2 separate regions of the Mus musculus genome follow, and region 2 is linked to region 1. Evidence: chromatin contacts called from public HiChIP or PLAC-seq data. All regions are on one chromosome and are shown on one strand. Each heading gives the region's core, a stretch centred on a gene start, on an enhancer-like site or on the middle of the called end of the contact. The rest is flanking DNA. Distances are from core to core; before and after follow the strand shown.

Evidence for each region. HiChIP or PLAC-seq counts read pairs in DNA pulled down with a chosen protein or histone mark.
Region 2: a contact with region 1 is called in an H3K27ac HiChIP or PLAC-seq map of SST interneurons, with 4 times the contacts expected there. The contact joins two enhancer-like sites. A contact is called at or near these places in 1 of 39 promoter capture datasets (hippocampal neurons), 7 of 484 Hi-C or Micro-C datasets (adipose-derived mesenchymal stem cells, cerebral cortex, cortical neurons and 4 more), 3 of 115 datasets of contacts at active chromatin or transcription factors (SST interneurons, embryonic basal ganglia and neural tube) and 2 of 9 other capture datasets (embryonic tail and embryonic trunk).

The regions. Positions count from the first base shown.
Region 1 is chr7:36,719,353-36,724,507 of GRCm38.p6, reverse strand. The region is part of intron 1 of Tshz3 (teashirt zinc finger family member 3); the gene reads right to left. Among named protein-coding and RNA genes, the nearest start is that of Gm36722, 24 kb to the right of the region's middle. Within about 2 kb of position 3,492, at least 17 of the 459 cell types and tissues checked have an H3K27ac peak or open chromatin away from gene starts, as enhancers often do. A contact at or near this core is called in SST interneurons, where this site is marked.
Region 2 is chr7:36,975,098-36,979,907 of GRCm38.p6, reverse strand. No RefSeq gene overlaps it. Among named protein-coding and RNA genes, the nearest start is that of Gm36464, 33 kb to the right of the region's middle. Within about 2 kb of position 1,922, at least 5 of the 459 cell types and tissues checked have an H3K27ac peak or open chromatin away from gene starts, as enhancers often do. A contact at or near this core is called in SST interneurons, where this site is marked.

The DNA of each region.
Region 1 (5,155 bases), core at 2,243-4,742:
TGCTGTTCCCCCACACACGGCAGCGCAGCAGGCTGCAGATGCTCCAGTCTTGTCTACCTGGGGTTCTCCTCCCAGGGCCCAGCAGGGGCAGCCCCACTGCACCGCACTGGTGACACTCAGGCTGACTCAGTAAGAAAACCCTCCCGAAAAAGGCCTATGGGACACGGGCCACGAGGGTCACCCTCACCACCACACTCGGGTGTCACCCACCGTTGAACACCGGCTCTCTTCTAGTGCGCGTGTTCGTAGTGGTTAGACCCTCGGAGGTCCTAGTGCACAGGGCCTCCAGGAAGCAGCACACAGCTTGCGGCCACCAGGAGGGTGACCCATGGTACTTTCAAAGCATTATAATTACAATTATTATTATTGTAACTACTATTACAATGTAATTTAGCAGACTTGCGAGTTTTCTGTAATTAGAAACTAACTGGGGGGACTGGAGACATGTTGCTGGCCTAGCATGTGCATGCAAGGCCTTTCATTCCATTCCAGGCACCACAGAAAGGGAGGAAGGAACGAAAGGAGAAAGGATGGGAGGGAGGGAAGGAAGGATGAAGGGAGGGATGGAGAAAACTGAGAGAGGGTTAACATACTTTTTATTTTAAAATAAGACAGAAAAGAGAGAGGGGTGCTAGGAATGGAAGCTAAGGCCATGTGCACACTACTAAAGAACTCAGCTCTCAGCTCCATCTGGGGTTCGAATATATTTTCATTTTTCATGATTACGGTTTGATTTTCCAGAATGGAATCAATGTAGTAAGGTCTGAAACAAAATCAAAGCACCAAGCCCAACAGTCCCGACACAGTAAGATCACCCCAGCACTGAGGCGACCAAGGCAGAAGCTAGCCTCGGTTCAAGGGCAGCCTGTGTTAGATAGTGAACCTCTAGAAAAAACAAGAAAGGGGGAGCAGATGAAGGAAAGAAGGAAGGGGGGGAATCGAAATGTATGCAAACCTCCCCCCCCCCCCATATAAACAAATGTCACGTTAGGAAAGCTGAGAATGTACATTTACATTCCCCGATTTCTATGGTAGCAAGCAAGGTGATATGGTCTTCAAATTCGATCCGAGGCTTAAGAGACTGTGCATCATTGCAATGTAGCTTTATGTGCCACAGTCTTCCAAACCCAAAACAGGTTGTGGTGGGCAAGAACTCTGAGGAACTCACGAGTCCCCAGTTAGGAGGTCCTCAGTCTGGAGCCTAGTACCAACTGACCTGTGGGCACATGGAAGCTTCCCGAAATCTGCCCACACAGCATCCTGCCCCAAGTCTAACATAGCAGGCCCCCGGGTTCCCAAGCCGCAATCTTATAATGATGAGGTACCCCTGTGGTATCCAGGCCAAGTCCGGGAGTGGGGGAGTACATTTTAAAATGAGAGAGTCCTCTAGGTACAGTGATTCAGAGGAAGCCAGTGATTTTTTTTTCATTTTTCACAATTCCATGAGTGGAAAGTGAAGGAACCATTTTCATATGAGCAGAGATTTTTCTCCAAGGAACAGTTAGAGAAACGCTGATACCGTGTCTCGATACATTTTACTAGAACGCCATCAATTACATAAAAACACAATTAAGTCACTCTTTCAAAACCCTTAAATATTATTCAGCCAAAACCCAAAAGGACTTTTGCAGCATTCCACGGTCGTTTTCTGAGAAGCTCCTGGCTGGAGACAGCCACCTCTGCAGTACTCGGCAGGAACTCACCTGGCTGTCTCGGCAGCCTGGCTTTCTAAGCACCCTCAGGTAATGGGGAGGCCAGTGGAGAAGCCTACCATGGTCCAGCCCCAGAGGATCATGCCAAGGTTTCAAGCCAAGGTGGGAGGAGCACCATGACAACTTACACTGGTGTCTTTCCCACTCTTGATCTTTTCTTGTCCGTCAAATGAGACCATCTGTGTCACAGACAGTGAACTTAAACCCATCTGTAGTCACCCAGAAATGTAAACAAACAAACAAACAAACAAACCCAAGGACTTCTAAAGTTAATAAGGACATTCAAACTTCACATCCAACCCCTCCCCCACACACACACACATATGCACATATACACATACACACACCTTTGAAACGTATGACGATGTGCTGAGCCCATATTGAGCCCTAGGAGGGGGGGTCTCTGACTGCAATCCTAAACTAAGCTGTGGATTGGGGGGCTCCAGGAACACACAAGCAGGCGGTGATGGGAAGCAATAGTTTTGAATACATTCTTTCAGGAGCTAAACTAATCTCTGCTAACAATTTTGTCTGTAGTGTTCTGTCTCACAAAGAAGGGCCTTCTCTATGGTGACGTAACTCAAATGTTTATTGATAGAGTTACTCGATGCACTGGGCCTGGTGGCACATGCCTAGAGTCTCTGGAATTCTAGGCGCTGAGGCAAGAGAATGGTGGGTTCGAAATCAGTTGTGGGCTGTATAATGAGACCCTGTCTTAAAACATTCAAAAACAAAACAAAACAAAACAAAACAAAACAAAACAAAACAAAACAAAGAAACAACTCATGCAGCCATAGTGAGGTCCTGGCAAGCCAGTGCTACATAGTGAGACCATGACTTTAAAAAATAAATAGAAAAGCAACATGCTTTTAAAACAATAAATAAATAAATAACGAAAAAATTAAAACCAACAAAAAAACAAACAAGCAAAAAACAAAATAACAGCAACAAAACACCCTATACATAGGAGTAATCGCATACATAGGAGAGATCTCATACACGGGAGTAATATGCCACCATTAAAAAGCAAGAGACAGCTCTACACCATACATATTATACATAATATAATTCAGATAGGACGATAACAATATATTCCCTATTTTATCATGAAACCAAATACACATAGCAAAGTTGAAAGCTGATCAATGGACTCACTACACAGACCCCAAATTCCACATTTCACTTCATTTGCTATATCACTTACACATCTGTCCATACATCCTGCCCGTGAGTTGTAACTTTATATGTGTAAAAATAAATGGTAAGTATATATATGTATGTGTGTGTGTATATATATATATATGTATATGTATATATATATATATATATATATATATATATATATATAAGAGAAAGGTACAAAACAGAACATATCTGCATGCTTATGTCTTCAGAAGGGTGTGCCACAAACTGCTAACATCCCTAAGGAGGGACACATAGAACTGGGGTTGAACGAAGATTTCTCCATTAATTAAGTGTCCTCGAACTTATTTAGATTTTCTATCATACGAATTACTACCTTTATAATTAAAAAAAAATTAAAATGCATTTAGTTTCACATAAGGGGAAACGACTGTCAAACTGTTCAGGGCCTTATATATGTAGCTGCTATAGAGAAGACCTATGTACAAACAAGCCTGGTGTGTGTGTGTGTGTGTGTGTGTGTGTGTGTACAGCTAGGGATGCACAGATGTTCTGAGCTGCCGCATCAAGGGCGGGGCTGACCTCTCTGACGTAGCCCAGCAAGCCGTGGAGTGTGTGCCTCCCACACAGGCTAGTTATTTAATTTCCAGGGAGGCTGGGGAAGCAGCGGGTTTGTTGCTGTTAGGGAGATGGGAGAACACGGGCTGCATTAGGAAAGACGGCTTCAGCCAGCACTCGTAGCTCTGCTGTAGGAGTGCCTGCATCTTTGACTCTCTCACTGTAAACAGTTACTCAAGTTTAAAAAAAAAATCCTTCCAGACTCTCACACAGCCCTAAGTTCCAAAGGACATCTTACTAATATGGACCAGTCAGCACAGGCAGGGAAACATGACAGTCCAGGCGAGCAGCATGGGCTGGCTGTATGTTCGATACATACAGAAGGTAACCTGGAGGGTATGCCTGGTGTTAGCAGGGGGCGTTCCTTGCCTAAGCTCTGGTGCTATAGCTCTCGGCTTTTTCTTCCTCTTCCTCCTCCTCCTCCTCTTCTCCTTTCCTCTTCTTCCTCCTCCTCTTCTTCAATGTCAAGAGTCCAAAGCCATTAGAAAAAAATATAATTAAGCGTCTCGGTGAATGATGCCACTAGTCAAATACTCAAGATGGGGAAAATGGGTCCACAGTAACCATTTGACACGTGTTAGTAAAATTCTTTCAGATCTGTAACTATACTTCCTAGGGGCGAAACCCACCAGCTTTCTACTCACGCCAGAGGATGGCGAGGTATTTCCATTGTGTTTTCCACCGTGGGAACCATAGCCCACATTTGGGAGAGAAAGCAAAATGAAGAAGTGAGATAATTGAAAATGTGACGAGTTCTGTCGACACGTCAGGATAAACACGGGAAGTCCTTACTTGCATGTGCATAAAGACGAATTTGGTCGCTAATGAGGAGGGAGAAGGGAACTCGTGAGCGTGTGGCTTCTTCCTGTTTGGAAACATGAGCATAAAGCCAGTGGCTTTCAAATTCCCATTTTAGGACTAAGATTGTGAAAACACCGACTTCAACAAAGCCGTATACATACTTAATGCACACACGTGTACACATATATAAGAAGCAGTAGAAATGAAAGTGGGTCAGTGAGTTTACTTAAAAACAATAGTTTGACAATATGCATGCAATCAATACATGGTCATGTATTTTAAAAGCAGAGAAACAAAAACCTGCAAACCTCCTAAGCCTCAAAATCTAACACAGAGAACGAAACCAATCATACTGGGAAACAAATTAAGGAAAATGAACGGCTAGAGTCCGTTATTTGCTTAATGGCGTTCCTTCCCTGAGTTTTACTGGTGCCCCATCTCTAGTTGTGCGTGCAGACCAACACATCTGCTGTCGACTCACCAAGGCATTTGACAACATCATTTCAGAACCTTTAGCTACCGAGCTATCAATAATTAAATGCATTCAGTTCACACTTTGTTCTTGTGGATACCAGCTATTTATCTCTGTCCTCTGAAGAAGCTAATGGTATAATGGGCAAAACATCAAGAATAATTAAGAAAACATCGCTATAAACTCTGTCAAAAGAAAGAGAACTTTTGCTAGGCCCTCAGACAGAACCCCTGAGTGGAGGACCCATTCAATCCCAGCATACCTTGCTGAGAAGTGGGAGGAATAAATTCAATGAGCAGTTAACTCGCTCAGTCCAGGGGCCTACAGTCAGTAGCACTAGCAGCTGCTTTGAGTCTGTGTTCTGGGAGAACCCAAATGTGTTTGAATAACATCAGAAGTGGAAAGAGGG
Region 2 (4,810 bases), core at 673-3,172, 260 kb before region 1:
GTGGGCCTGCTTGTTGTTCAAGTTTTAAAGCCATGATGCAGGACCATGACAAATACAAGTTAAGATGGATGTGAGCCAGGCTTCCACACAGAAACAGAAATGTTCGAGACCTTTATCGGGTCCACTATTCTGACAGCAGACTGACACTCCCCTGCCTTGGAAGACTGGGCCAGTCAGCTGAGCAGCTGTGGCCCAGTAGATGTTCCATGGCTCCTCCTAAACAGGTTCCTAAGCAGGTGCCTAAGCGGGTGTGGCTCCATCTTCATCCAGGTACTCCTCGTGACCTAGGCCTTGGAAACAAAAGAGGAGCTAAGCTAAAACTGAAGAGCAAGTGAAACTCCACTCAAAACCATGGTTGTGTGTAAGAGCCATGAAAGAAGGATGTGGGGTCAACTGGGGTGGGAGGAAGGGGGCAGGAGAAAGAGGTTGAAGGCAGTGGGAGACATTTCAGGATGGGGAGAAGAACATTTGTTTCTCACACATCCCTCAAAAAAAATTGTGTGTAGATGGAAGCCCCTCCTTCCCTGCACTGGAAGCAACAGCCTCGCCATGGGTCTTCCTTCGGCTGGGTATGCAGGACCAGGGTTCAGGGATTTCTCCAACGTGAGAAAAAAAGCAAGCATGGTTTTTAGCCCCATTAATTCCTTGTGCTTTTAAATTTTTTTTATTATTTTTATTTTTATGGTTTTGAGTGTCGCGTTAGGTATGAGGAGACCTGGGAATGGATTTTATCCACACACATGATCTCCTTGCCATGCTTGTCTTTCTTGTCCTATTCGGCCCTTGCTGCCGGAACCAGGAGTAGTCCTTTTGGTTTCTTTTCTTTTCTTTTCTTTTCTTTTCTTTTCTTTTCTTTTCTTTTCTTTTCTTTCTTTCTTTCATTTTTTTTTAAGTGAAGAACAGTGGACTGAGCGTGCCCTTCCATGGTCCTTAGCATTCCGCAACTCACCTGTGTTAAAATATGAAGAAATAAAACAAATATAAATTATGCATTTTCCAACTTAATTTAAAATGCATTATGCTGTGCTTTGTTCTCTGGAATTAGTCTTATTAAGGGGACAGATCTGGATGGATTCATTTTGAGCCCGTTTATTCACTTCTTTGTAATTCAGTGGCAAGGATTTCTGTCCCCAGGCATCAAATTAATTTTTTTTTTATACTGTAAGTAACACATACAAAATATAGACCTCTTTGTGTTATTTCTTTGTTTACCTAGCACGTGACACACTCCCCTCGAAGGCTGCCACCAAATCTGAAATTCTCTATTCAAAATATAACACTTCCCAGGTGGTCATTAAAGCCACAGGCCGACAGTCACAATACTGGCCTTGAACCTAACAATGGCTCTGTCCTTTCCCCCGGTTTTTATTTTATATGTGAGACCTTCAGGCCCTTCCTCTGATCCTGCCTCTCAGATGACCACTCCCTGCCCTTTACCACCCAAACACACCAGCACCATAGGAACTGCTATTTCAGGCCTATTTAAAATATGCACCCAATCTCATTTTGGAGTATTGTTATAGTACAGTAACTCTTTGTTCCTCTTAGACGTTTTAAATCTTTATTTTTCCCCCCTAAACTGAGCAAGCAAATCGTCTGCATTCTTAATTAGTCTTCTTTAAACAAAATATCCTTTCATAGGCACTAATAAAGACTAAAGAGTGTTCCTCTCTTGTTCAAATAACTGCTTGCTGTAGTATAAAATTGTGAGAGACATGCTGCAGATCAAGTTGCAGGCTCCAACTGGAGAAGAAGAACAAGCCGCGCCGTAATAAGCAGATTTTAATGATTTACTATAAATCAGCATTTTTGCCCTGTCAGTGAGATTGAAGAGGCAGACAGCTCCTCACATGTCTGCCGAGCAAACGTCTTCCTGATGAATCATGTGCCCTGAATCACTGATCATAACACTCAAACGCACATCCAAATAATGAGAGAAACATATACACAGGCTCCAGTGCTTGCTCGAAGGCAACGCCGCCCAGCTATGTTTTGTCGGTGTGTGGTAGTTAAACCCATACATTGATCCCCCAAGGATTCCAGGGAGGGTAATAGAAGTGTATATTACCGGGTTAACCACTGATGCCCGAATGTAGACTGATCTGCATAAATGCTCTCCCCCCCCCAGCCCCCACCTCCAGACCTTTGATGAGAGACTAATCTAGTTGAGAAGGGAGGGAGAAAAGGCAGGCTGTGATGATGAACAGAAATGCAAAGAAGCCAGCTGCGGAAGCCCATAGAGATTGGGGACTAACTTCTGTTGGGTGAAAAGGCTCATTGGGTTTAGGGGCAACATTTTCTAATGCGCCCCTTCCTCAGCTCCCTGTTGCTTTAAGCTCTATCCTTGCTTCCCCTAAATTACTGGGTGTCAGATGGGTGGAACTCCTCCCTAGAGATAGAAGCATTACCCAAGAATTGGAGCACCCACTTAGCAACTACTCTATGGGATCAAGTGAGATCCAGGCCTCTTGAACAGATGCTGTGCCCATCTCCATCTTCGGGCCTAGGCCCAGTGGATGCTCAAGACACATTGGTTGGACGAGAGTCATTCCCCAACGGTAGTCTCACTTCTTCTGATCACTGTCTCCCTCCATCTTCCTGATCTTTGCCTTCCTCTTTAGTCTTATCCTGATGTTGTTCGTTTCTCTTGGTCCTCATAACATAGTCACCCCTCCTAATGAGCTGTGGCCTCCTCATTGCAAGGTTGCCTGGTTAACTTGTATGAAGCCTTCATGATATATTGCATATAATATAGGCTTCATTATAAATCACCCACTCTCTTACACCATGGGGGAAAAGGAGAATGGGTGCATGGATAAATATCTATTGGTGGATCAATGTATGTTTAAATAAATAGGTAGATGGATCTATGTTTAGATGAAATGGATTAATGGATGGATGGATGGATGAGTGTTTGGATGGACTGGTGGGTATGGAATACGGTGTATGTGTGTTTGAATAGAAAGATGGGGTGGTGGTGGTGCATGTATGTATGTATGTATGGATATGTGTATGTACATGGACTGATGAATGAGTGTTTAGATGGATGGGTGTGTGTGTGTGTGTGTGTGTGTGTGTCTGTAGTTGGATGATAAGTGTATAGATGAGTTTGGATGCATGCATGCATGCGTATGTAGATTGGTGGATAGATAATGTGTTTGGATAAATAAGTGGAGGGCTAAATCCATGGACCACCCAAATTCAACCAGCAAGCCAGCCCTCTGGCATGCTGCACTCTCCTGGAAAATAGGAGGGAACTCTTGAACTAATGATGGCCCATGTATTTTAACCAGTTTATGGCCTGGCACCCTTGAGCATCTATAATCCAGTGCGGTGGCTGCCAGCAGAGAATCCACCAGGGCTCATTTGCCAAGCTACAATGGATCCTGGGAGCTGACCTCGTAGGAGAGAAGTCAATGACAGGGCCTGTCCATGAGTCACTGTCCTTCGACACTGTCTGGCCAGTTTTTCTTTAGAAATCAGCTACTAGAAGAAATGAAAGTTGTGCTCGCAGGCTCCCCCCACCCACCCCACCCCGAGTTGGTGACAAAAAGAAACATCATCAGAACTCCAAAACTGGTTTTCTAGAAATACTTTCTTGAAACCCAGAGTGGACGGTCTTCTAGTCAGGTTTGGTACCTAGTTCCCATCACTTCTCAGGATATCAGATTGGAAATGGCCTTTATCACTGTGGGATGTTTAGAGATGAAAAAATTCATGTACTGCTGCTTTCAAAGCACCTTACTTATTTGATGCTTACTGACCCCTGACCGAGACTCCTACACACTTTCCTTCCCAGACAGAACAAAGAATCCTGGAATCTCTGAACTACAATGACCAGTACCCAACTCATTGTTGGTGCTGGATTGCAAAAATGTGCATGCTATCCTTGCCCTGGCCTAGGGGCAAAGCCTTTGCTTAAATTCTGGGAATGGAGGAGAAGAATTCCCTCCTGCCCTGAACTAAGCAAGCAGCTGTCACACTTCTGTTGGAAGGTTGCTAAAGGAAGTCTTCACAAGCCAGAGAGGAAAGGAGGGACCTCGGAGAGCCCTGAGAACTTCCCTCTGTGTCCTGTATATGCCCCACACTCCAGTTCCACAGTGTGTGTCCCAGAATGCATTGCAGTCTCCATAGCTTCACCCCTTTGCCTAGTTGCCTGTGCCTGAAATACCCCCTTTTCCCCCTGTCCAAACCCTCGGTCCACGGAGCTCTTCATCACTTCCAACACTAGAGGTCATCTGTCCCTTCTCTAGGGGTGGGATAGTAACTAAACACTCCCGGCTCCTCACCAGCTCAGCCTCTTCTTCCAGGGTTTTGTTTTTGGCATTTGTTTGATTGTTTGGTTGATTGGTTTTGTTCATTTTTGCTTTTTTTTGTTTGTCGTGTTTGTTTTTGTTTGTTTCTGGGAAGGGACAGAGCATGCCATCCTGGCAGGTCAGCGGGGCGGGGCGGGGCGGGGCGGGCGGTGGGGGCGGGGCGTTGTTCTTCAGCATGTATTGAGCACTTGCGGTATGCAACTTGATGTTCTGAGTATACAAGGGTTTACTCAGAAAAAAGGTCTCTTCAGGATGACTGCATGGATGTGTGTGAGACTTGTCACCACACATGGCTCTGTAATTACAGTGACATCTCGCTGGTAAAAGCTCTGATTTTACTGTCTTAAAACTCTTAATAATTTTAAACATCAGAGTCTATATTTTTACCTTGTAAAAATCATCAAATAAACTTAGTATCTTTTATCTTTTCATTAAAAATATTTATTAGTATTATTAGTATTAAGATCTTAAATTCCAGGACCAGCGAAGATGGT